Regions from separate parts of the Mus musculus genome. Here regions 2 and 3 are each linked to region 1. Evidence: chromatin contacts called from public promoter capture Hi-C data. All regions are on one chromosome and are shown on one strand. Each heading gives the region's core, a stretch centred on a gene start, on an enhancer-like site or on the middle of the called end of the contact. The rest is flanking DNA. Distances are from core to core; before and after follow the strand shown. Region 1 overlaps Mfn1 (mitofusin 1). Region 2 overlaps Pik3ca (phosphatidylinositol-4,5-bisphosphate 3-kinase catalytic subunit alpha). Region 3 overlaps Pik3ca (phosphatidylinositol-4,5-bisphosphate 3-kinase catalytic subunit alpha).

Evidence for each region. Capture Hi-C pulls out chosen DNA fragments and counts their contacts.
Region 2: a contact with region 1 is called in a promoter capture Hi-C map of adipose tissue. The contact joins two enhancer-like sites. A contact is called at or near these places in 2 of 484 Hi-C or Micro-C datasets (nephron progenitors and pachytene spermatocytes), 3 of 115 datasets of contacts at active chromatin or transcription factors (CD8 T cells, embryonic stem cells and intestinal villus epithelium) and 3 of 9 other capture datasets (adipose tissue, liver and pancreatic islet).
Region 3: a promoter capture Hi-C map of liver shows a contact between it and region 1. The contact joins two enhancer-like sites. A contact is called at or near these places in 19 of 39 promoter capture datasets (the 3T3-L1 cell line, 3T3-L1-derived adipocytes, the C10 cell line and 13 more), 4 of 115 datasets of contacts at active chromatin or transcription factors (CD8 T cells, effector CD8 T cells and embryonic stem cells) and 3 of 9 other capture datasets (adipose tissue, liver and pancreatic islet).

The regions. Positions count from the first base shown.
Region 1 is chr3:32,536,433-32,539,250 of GRCm38.p6, reverse strand. It overlaps Mfn1 (mitofusin 1), which reads right to left. Exons shown (of 18, transcript NM_024200.4): 4 at 819-981. Among named protein-coding and RNA genes, the nearest start is that of Mfn1, 8.4 kb to the right of the region's middle. Within about 2 kb of position 1,515, at least 53 of the 459 cell types and tissues checked have an H3K27ac peak or open chromatin away from gene starts, as enhancers often do. A contact at or near this core is called in adipose tissue and liver, where this site is marked.
Region 2 is chr3:32,432,679-32,435,785 of GRCm38.p6, reverse strand. All of the region lies in intron 1 of Pik3ca (phosphatidylinositol-4,5-bisphosphate 3-kinase catalytic subunit alpha), which reads right to left. Among named protein-coding and RNA genes, the nearest start is that of Pik3ca, 37 kb to the right of the region's middle. Within about 2 kb of position 1,540, at least 5 of the 459 cell types and tissues checked have an H3K27ac peak or open chromatin away from gene starts, as enhancers often do. A contact at or near this core is called in adipose tissue, where this site is marked.
Region 3 is chr3:32,413,241-32,416,419 of GRCm38.p6, reverse strand. The region is part of intron 1 of Pik3ca (phosphatidylinositol-4,5-bisphosphate 3-kinase catalytic subunit alpha); the gene reads right to left. Among named protein-coding and RNA genes, the nearest start is that of Pik3ca, 18 kb to the right of the region's middle. Within about 2 kb of position 1,794, at least 31 of the 459 cell types and tissues checked have an H3K27ac peak or open chromatin away from gene starts, as enhancers often do. A contact at or near this core is called in liver, where this site is marked.

The DNA.
Region 1 (2,818 bases), core at 266-2,765:
GAGTTCAAGACCAGTATAGTATGATCTACATAGAGGAACATTCTAAGCCAGAAATAGCAACATAGTGAGACACTGTCTCAAGAGGGAGAGGGAGAGGGAGAGGGAGAGGGAGAGGGAGAGGGAGAGGGAGAGGGAGAGGGAGAGGGAGAGGGAGAGGGAGAGGGAGAGGGAGAGGGAGAGAGAGAGGGAGAGGGAGATGGAGATGAGGGGGGAGAAAAGGCAAAGTTGAGATTAAACAGCAACTTTCTAATAATCTATTTTTACTAAATCTCAGTTTCTAAAGAAAACTCTTAATTTGGGTGGTAGAGAGTTGGTTTGGTGGTTAAAAACTGGCTATTCTTCTAGAACCACCCTGTAGTTCAGTTCCTAGCACCCATTCAGCAGCTCACAACTGTCTCTAACTCCAGTTCCAGGAGATCCAATGCCCTATTCTGGCCTTCAATAGCACTGCATGCATGTGGTGGACACACATGCAGGCAAAACACTCATACACATAAAATAGAAATAAAATTTAAAAAGAGGACCTTAATTCTATTTTCATTTAAAATTAAAGACAGGGCTAATGGCAGATTTCACCTAACATATATGAAGCCCTGAGTTCTATCCCCTACACCCCTAGTAAAAACAAGTTAACAATTTTATATGTCCAATAATTTAGCTCTCAGAAAAACATTTTCAGAATTCAAAATATTACCAATGCCTTTGCAAGTTGTTCAAAGTAAATATCACTAGTTCTTCCATGTCTAGCCAGGTGGACATTATACAAAAATCTTAAAATTATAGAGATTTGCAGGTACATTATGGGTTGGGCAGTATACCTTCACACTTTTCTTTTCATCTGACCCTTCGGTCATAAGGTAGGCTTTATCTCCATCGGTCCCCTCGACACTCAGGAAGCAGTTGGTTGTGTGACCAATCCCGCTGGGGAGGACTTTATCCCACAGCATTGCATTGATGACAGAGCTCTTGCCACTACTTGTCCTAAGGAACATGCAAAACAAGGAGTAAACACACGCTTCACTGGGCTCAAAACCAATGTTTTCAGTGTTCAGTTACATAGACAGCACTTTTTAAAACAAGACAACCTCAACCTGTGTGCCATGGAATACACCTGTAATCTGACACTTGGAGGTAAAGACAGGACCACCAGGAATTCAGGTACACAAGACAGAGTAAAATAAAACAACACAAAGAGCCAAAGAAGAATGATGAGCACCGCTAAAGATTACCAATGTACATTTAGAGGACGTAAAGTACCAAGGAAAAACTTTCCCTTAGCTTTTGTTGCTTTCTTTTTGTGGCAATTTGAAAGCAAACATCAAAATTCTGTGGTATTTTTCCTATTACAAGTCTAATGTCTCATCTTCAATCTTGGCTGGATGGTAACTGCTTCACAAGTAACACTGGGTGGCTTCCAAGGCTGAACATAAAAGGCAAGGCAGCTCTTTCCTGTTTACTGGGTCACATGTACTGGGAATCTTGCCACAGAAGAGGTCAACTTCACTGACTGCTGTGCTGATGGGAGGTCTGGCAAGGTGGCCAGATGAGTCTCCAAGTGCTCCAGCCCACCTCACTGTACCAGATATGTGAGTGAAGCTATCAAACAATTCTACCCCTCCAGTGTTGAGTGACCCCAATCTTGAGGAACAAAGACAAGTTGTCTCCACTGTGTCCTGTCTGAACCGACTAAGAATCAGTGTGTAAATGCAATGAATGTGTTTAATTGTCTGGGTTCTGAGCAATTTCTTATGCATGCACAGCGTTCAATACATTTCTGAAACCCAAGGAACATCTCTTGTTCCCCTCAGAAATTTGACTTTCAATCAGTCCACTCAATTCTCAGAAGCTAATTGGAGCCTCTGCTTTGCTAGAAAACAGCATCTTCTCTCAATGGTGCACACTTTCACTTCATGGAAATTGTTCCCAATCTGCCCAGGAAGTAGCAGGAATGATTATAGCTCCCTTACTCACTACAGCAGTGGCTGTTGATGAGAGAACACTGTAACTTAGAAGAATGCTTTTGACCTTTGTTTAAGAGTAACCCTTTGAAGCTGGAAAGATGGCTCAACAGTAATGAGCACTGGCTACTCTTTCAGAGGACCTGGGTTCAGTTCCCAAAACCACAGTCCTAAGGGATCAGACACTGTTGTTTGACCTTAAGAGGCACTGCGTGTATATGATAAACATACATGCAGATAAAATATGGTACACATAAAAAGAAAATGAATTTTAAAAACAACAACCCTTTTTTCCTGAAAGAGTAAGCATCTCCTTGATGACTTTGTGCAGCAGTGGTTCTAAAGCCGAGTTTGGGTCTCTGCCCCCATTAGAATCTGGGAAAGCACCAGTGATGCCAAGGCCTCTGCAAATTATGAACCCAAGAATCTGACTTTAAAGTTACAGGCAAGCAGAAGCAGGCCCCCTCCTGGGCCTGACCAGTACTGAGATCACGGGTATGGACCACCATGTGGGACTCTGTTCAAGCCTTTTCATAAAGCTTTATCTCCAGTCACCAGCCACCCACCTTCTGGGGACTCAAAATTTTTAACTCTCAAATCATTTAATGTCCAGCCCTAACCTACCTAAAATAATCTAAAGGCTGCCCTAACTCACTTAGGCTCATTAGCATAAATTCAGGTATGCTCAAAGGAGCTCATAAATAATAAAGCTATTCCTATCACTCAGGAAATCCTAAGGATTTTAGCAAGCCTGTGATAGAAAAGGACATAAATACCACTTCTGTTCTAGGATCCCAACCATTCCTGGTTTTCCTGACCTGTTCCCACCAACTTATCTCACTCTGTCTTATCCGTATGAA
Region 2 (3,107 bases), core at 291-2,790, 100 kb after region 1:
TGCAACCTCAGCTCCTTTGGCTGAGGCAGGGGGATTTATTTGCAGGTTCAAGGCTTGCCTGGAACACTTAGCAAGCATGTCTCAAGTAGCAGCAGCCAACAGGTTAGGGATGGGATGGAGTAGTGAGCACTTGCCTGGCACACACGAAGATGGCTTCTGCCACTGTTACTATCATTTGAGGATGCCACAGACATGGCAGATCTTTTAGGTAACGGGTCCTGACTTATTTAAGTGTAAATACAGCCCAGATACTCCTCCTTCTTTCTCTTCACCCAGCATATGCAGTCATGTGAAATTAAATGGCTTAGTCTTTCCATCTTAAATCTTTGTTTGTTTGTTTGTTTTTTTCGAGACAGGGTTTCTCTGTGTAGCCCTGGCTGTCCTGGAACTCACTTTGTAGACCAGGCCTGCCCTTAGACTCAGAAATCCGCCTGCCTCTGCCTCCCGAGTACTGGGATTAAAGGCGTGCGCCACCACGCCCGGCTCTATCTTAAATCTTAATGAATGTGTGCATGTGAGTGCAGGCGCCTGTAGAGGACAGAGGGAACAGATCTCCCTGGAGCTGGAGTTACAGGCAGCAGGGAGTGCCTGATGTGCGTGATAGAAATAAATTCTGTTCCTCCGAAAGAGCAGTATGCATTCTTAACTGAAAGCCATTTCTCTAGTCCCTGTCACTTCCTTTCTGTTGGTAGGGGGCTGGGTTGTTTGTCTAAGTGATACTTTTAGACCACTCTGGGGTTTTGTTTGAGAAAGGGTCTAAGACGGTCCAGCCTGGCCTCGAATTTTCGATATAACAAAGACTAGCCTTGCTTGATGTTCCGATGCTTCTAATTCCACCTGCTGACTGTTGGGGTTATAAGTGGCTTCCATTCTGTTTTTAAAGGTATTCTATTTTTGCATGTGTGCATATGTAACTGCAGAGGCCAAAGAGCATCAAATTCACACAGGTATAGCTGAAGTTACAGATGCCTGTGAACTGCCTGATGTGAATGCTAGGACGTGAACTCTGGGCCTCTTCAAGAGCACCAAGTGTTCTTAATTGCAAATCCACCTCTCTGCCTCATTTGTTTTGGTTTTTGCTTTTTCAGGACAGGGCTTCTTTCTGGGTAGCCTGGATGCCCTGGAACTTACTCTGTAGATCAGGCTAGCCTGTGCCTCCCAAGTGCTGGGACTAAAGGCTGGTGCCACTCTTAGCCCCCAATTTGGTTTTTAAAGTATATTGTTACATAACAAAATATCATCAATTATTTTCCTTGAAGCATGGTGATTAAGCTGTGCCAATTCTTAATATTCTTGAGATGGACTGTTTTAAATATTGAAGGACCTACGACTAACTCTCTGTGTCACCCCACTTCGGATTAAATACTTATAATATTTTAGATGACAGCAGTCTTGGGGACTCATTTGGAAGATGCCATTAAAACCTTTAAAATATGCACGCTTACAGTTGTTGAGATGGCTCATGGGTAAAAGTGCTTGCCATGGAAATCAGATGACCTGAGTTCAATCTCTGGTCTCACAGGGAACCAGTTCCCAGAGCTGTCCTCTGACCACATCTGGACAATGTACCAGTGCTCAAGTCCCCAGCCCCCATACACACATGCCTTCCAAGGCTCCTCTTAAAAACGAGAAAACAGAAGGCAATTTCCTGCTGTTTTTAGGGTTTCTTCCACTCAGTGACACTGAGAAGTCAAGCAGCACAGAAGTCAAGCAGGAGATGCCAAGTGAGAAGGTCCTGGGGAGGGGAGAGACAGCAGCAAGGAAGAGGGCACGGTGCTCTGGCAGAGATCCTCCCTACTCAGGTTCAGTTTCTAGCCCACAGAAGCTCATAACCACATCTAATTCCAGTTCTAGGGATTCCAACTCACTCTTTCTCTGGCCTCCATCGGCACCAGCCATGTACATGTGCACAGACATACATTCAGATGAGAACTCATACACATGAAAAGGCCCAAACATCCTACTCATGTGGCACATGATACCAGCACATAGGAACTAGAGATACTGGTTCCTCACCAAGGGTGTGGTTCTGTTAGGTGCTGGGTAGGTAGTGTCTTAGGTTTTATCGTTGTAAAAAGACACCATGACCATGGCAGTTCTTATTAAGGAAAAGAGGCTGGCTTATAGTTCAGAGGTTTAGTCCATTATTGTCATGATGGGAAGCATGGTGGTATGCCAGTAGACTTGGTGCTGGAGAGGTATCTGAGAGTTCTACATCTAGATCAGCAGGCAGCAGGAACAGAGTGACAAGGGGTCTGGCTTGAGCATTTGAAACCTCAAAGACCATCCCCACTGACACACACACACACTTCCTCCAACAAGGCCACACATACTCTAACAAGGCCACACCTCCCAACTGTGCCACTCCCTATGAGCCATTGGGGATCATTTTCATTCAAACCACCAGAGTAGGTAAGGAAGAATGAGACAGATGTCCTCCTCTGGCCTTCATTAGAGGAAGTTCAGAGTGAAAATAGCATGGTATGTGTGATAATAATTACACTCTGAATTCCAGAGAAGAAGAAAAGCTATGGTGAATAGATTCTATAAACAGTGTGCCCAGCTGACTCAATGGAAGTAGGGAGAGAAGATAGCCTACAGAACATAGTATAGAAACAGAGGAATTAAACAGGGAAAGAAGGAAGGAAGGAAGGAAGGAAGGAAGGAAGGAAGGAAGGAAGGAAGGAAGGAAGGGAGGGAGGGGCATGACACAATCTACAAACCTGCCACCCTCAGTTTCAGGTTCACCAACATCTAACTTATCTATCCATCCTAAGCTCCTGTACTTAGTTTTCCTCTCCACCTTCATCCCTACCCTGATACCACGGGTAGAGACTACTACAACCGCCTAAACGTCCAAGGCAGCATGACCTAGACTAAGATCCCAACCTACTTAGATATCTGTACCACAGCAGTTCTCAAAGATGGACAAATGGTCTTGAGGTACTCCACAGTGACAGCACATCAAAGGTGGCAGCAAGGCAGAGGAATCCTGCAATCATTAGCTTTCTGTAAGCCCTGGGAAACAACAACTGGAAGAGCATGACTAAATATAAGAAAAATAATTTTTTTTAACTTTTAAATTTTTTTTATTTTTTGGCTTTTCG
Region 3 (3,179 bases), core at 545-3,044, 120 kb after region 1:
TGCTTTAAGTGAATCTGGTATGTAGCTCTGAGTGCATATTGCTTATGTCAATTTCTATGCAAGGAGTTGCAGAATGTTTCGTATACTAAATGTTTGAAAGGAGAGTAAATTGACAAGTCACCTTCAACATATCTTAGAGACTCACAAAACACACACACACACACACACACACACACACACACACAAGTAAATTGTTTGTACAGGAAGAACCAGGCTTCTCTAATTGAAGCAATATGATTACTTGATGATCAGTGGTTCTGGCAGAACTGACCAGCCACTGACGTGGCACAGCTGGCTTTTTTAACTCCTTTAAGATGAAGAACTGTATGCCTCTAATACCAGTGTTCAGAAGATAGGAAGACCACCAACAATTAGAGGCTAGCCTGGGTTATATAATACCAGGCCAGCCAGACTATCATGGAACAAATGAATAAATAAATAAGATGCTATAAAGTAGGACAAAAGACTAAATAAAATCACATTTCTGAGCCAAAAGATATAAATTTACAAAAACATCAACTCTCCTCAAGATGATTTATACACTGATATAATGCATATACAATAACCAGTAATATTTATAGAATTAAGCATGCTGTCTAGAAGCAGTATGGAGAAGGATCTAGCCAGAGATCTAAGACTGTACCAAAAGTACAGTTCATACAGTACTTCCAGACACTCTGGCAGCTCAAGCTGGAAGATCATATGCAAGCCTGGGCAACACAGCCAGACACTGTCTCCTCCTCCTCTTCCACCCCCACCCCCACCCCCAGCACCACCACAATAAAATGACTGGGGCTGAAGAGATGGCGCAGGGGTTGAGTGAGTACTGCTCCTGAAGAGAACCAGAGTCCAGTCCTCAGCACCCACATCAGGTGGCTCACAACTGCTGTAACTCCAGCTCCAGGGGGATCCAATACCTCTGCTTTCATAAGCACTGGCACTCATGTACACACAGACACATAATTGAAGATAAAATAAATATTAAAACAATGCTTTAAAACAAATAAAAAGATTCAATGTGTCGCTTCAAAGCAAGAGGAAAAGACCACCTAGAACTAGCCAGACCCTAGAGGGATGACAGCAGGGCGCTGGGGGGGGCCTAGGGCGCGGGGGGGGGGGGGGGCCTACGTGGTGCTGTGTGCTTGTAATCCCAAGCTTGGTGGGCCAGTCTGGACTATAGTGTGAGACCGTTTCAAAATATGAAAAATAAATTATATGGGTTTTTTTTTTAAATTTAACTTTACATTAAACTAAAGCCTGCTCTGAATAAATTGTGTAAAAATAAAACCATGTAAACACTGCAAGAAAACATGAGATAATGCTTTTCAATATGCATGAAAAAAGATCTTCCTAAATAAAACTAAAAAAAAAGGAACAAATGTAACAGCATATGGGGATGAAAACTGCTCCGTGAGGAGGGACATACTAAAGGAAAAACAAAATACAAACAAGTAAAAGCTCCTTGCTATGCATAACTGACAAAAGTAGAAACTATAAATAAGAATGAGACACACAGAGTATGGATTGAGAGTTCATAGAAGTAATGCAAATGGCTAATAAAAAAAACCCTCATCTATAGTCATGTACAAATGCAAATTAAATGATACAACATTTCACCTATCAGACTTGCCAAATTAAAAAACTATTAAGAATACCCCAGCCTCGTAGAAACAAACAAAGAAAGGCTCTGGAAAAACAATTATTCTTCCCCAGAGCTCCTAAAGGTAAGACTGGTACAAGGCATAAAGGGAAAGACTCTGTACAACGAAAGGAAACTAGATCAGACAACACATGACCCAGCTTCTAGAGGAGACATGACAAGCAATGAACATCTGACTGGCGGCAACAGGGCAGAAGACTGCTGCAATTAAAACCTGCTGGAAAACAGCCAGACCAGGGATTTTATGCCCAGCAAACTATCACGGTAAAAGGAAAAACAAACAGGGTATTTCTGGACAATGAGGTTCTCAAAGCTTTATTTCCCCTAAACCAATCCCCAAATTTAATCAGAAAATGGCCTCTTCAGAATGGGTATAGAACAAAATGTCACCATTCCTTGTCAGTGTAAAAAGTAAGTATAAGAGGACTAGGAAGGGAAAACTGGGCATAATTAATATAACACAGGAAGCAATGAGGAATATTACCGAGTTGGTATTCTGGGAAATGGCTCAGTGTTAAACTGCCTGCCCTGTAAGCATGAAGAGCAGGTTTTGGCTGCAGGTGGGTGAGGCCTGGGAAAGTGGAGAGGACCTCCAGCACACACCCGCTAGCCATGCTGTCAAGATCTGCACTGGACTGAGACCCTATCTGGGAGGTATAAAACAGGCAGTTTGGGGGTGGTTCCTCACATCAGCTACATGTGCATGCACAAAAACAAAAAACAAAAAAACAAAACAACAACAACAACAACAACAAAAAAAAAAACCAAGGGAGAGAGGGGAGGGGGTGGGGAAGAGGTTGACTAAGCAGGTTAGTAAAAATCACAGGACTCAGCAGGTAAAGCACCTGTCACAGAAACTTGATGACCCGTCCAATCCAGGATCCCAGGTAAAGATAGAAGGAGGACTGACTCCACAAAGCCGGCCTCTGACCACTCTACATATGCATCATGGTGCACCCATACACACAACAATAAACATTTCAAAGATTAAGAGAGAGTACGGGTTGGGTGTAGAGGCACACACTAATCTCAGCACTCAGGAGGGAGAGGCAGATCTATGAACTACATGCTGGAGGCCAGCCTGGTCTACATAACACATTCTAGGCCAGCCGCCAAGACTGAGTAGGAAGACCCTCTCTCCAGAGGGAAAAAACCTACCCAAACCAAACCATAAAAGAAACATTAGGAAACTCAAAACTAGGATCAGGATGCTCACATTAATATCCCTTAAATCCAGTGGCTACTAACAGTGGCCAGCTTGTCTCTCAAACACTTTTATGATTTTATTTTTTGTGAGCATGTCAGTGTGATGTGCATGTGTCCATCTGTGTGCATGTATACTTGTAGGTATGTTAAGCAGGCACATGTGGAAGCCAGAGGTTGGTCGGGGTTGTGCGTCTTCCTCAATCTCTCTTCACCTTATTTTAAGACAGGTCTCTGACTTGACCTGGAGGAGTTCACTAGGTGAAACTCAAGGACCTGCCTGGCTCCACCTTCCCAGCTGCAGGAGTACAGGCGC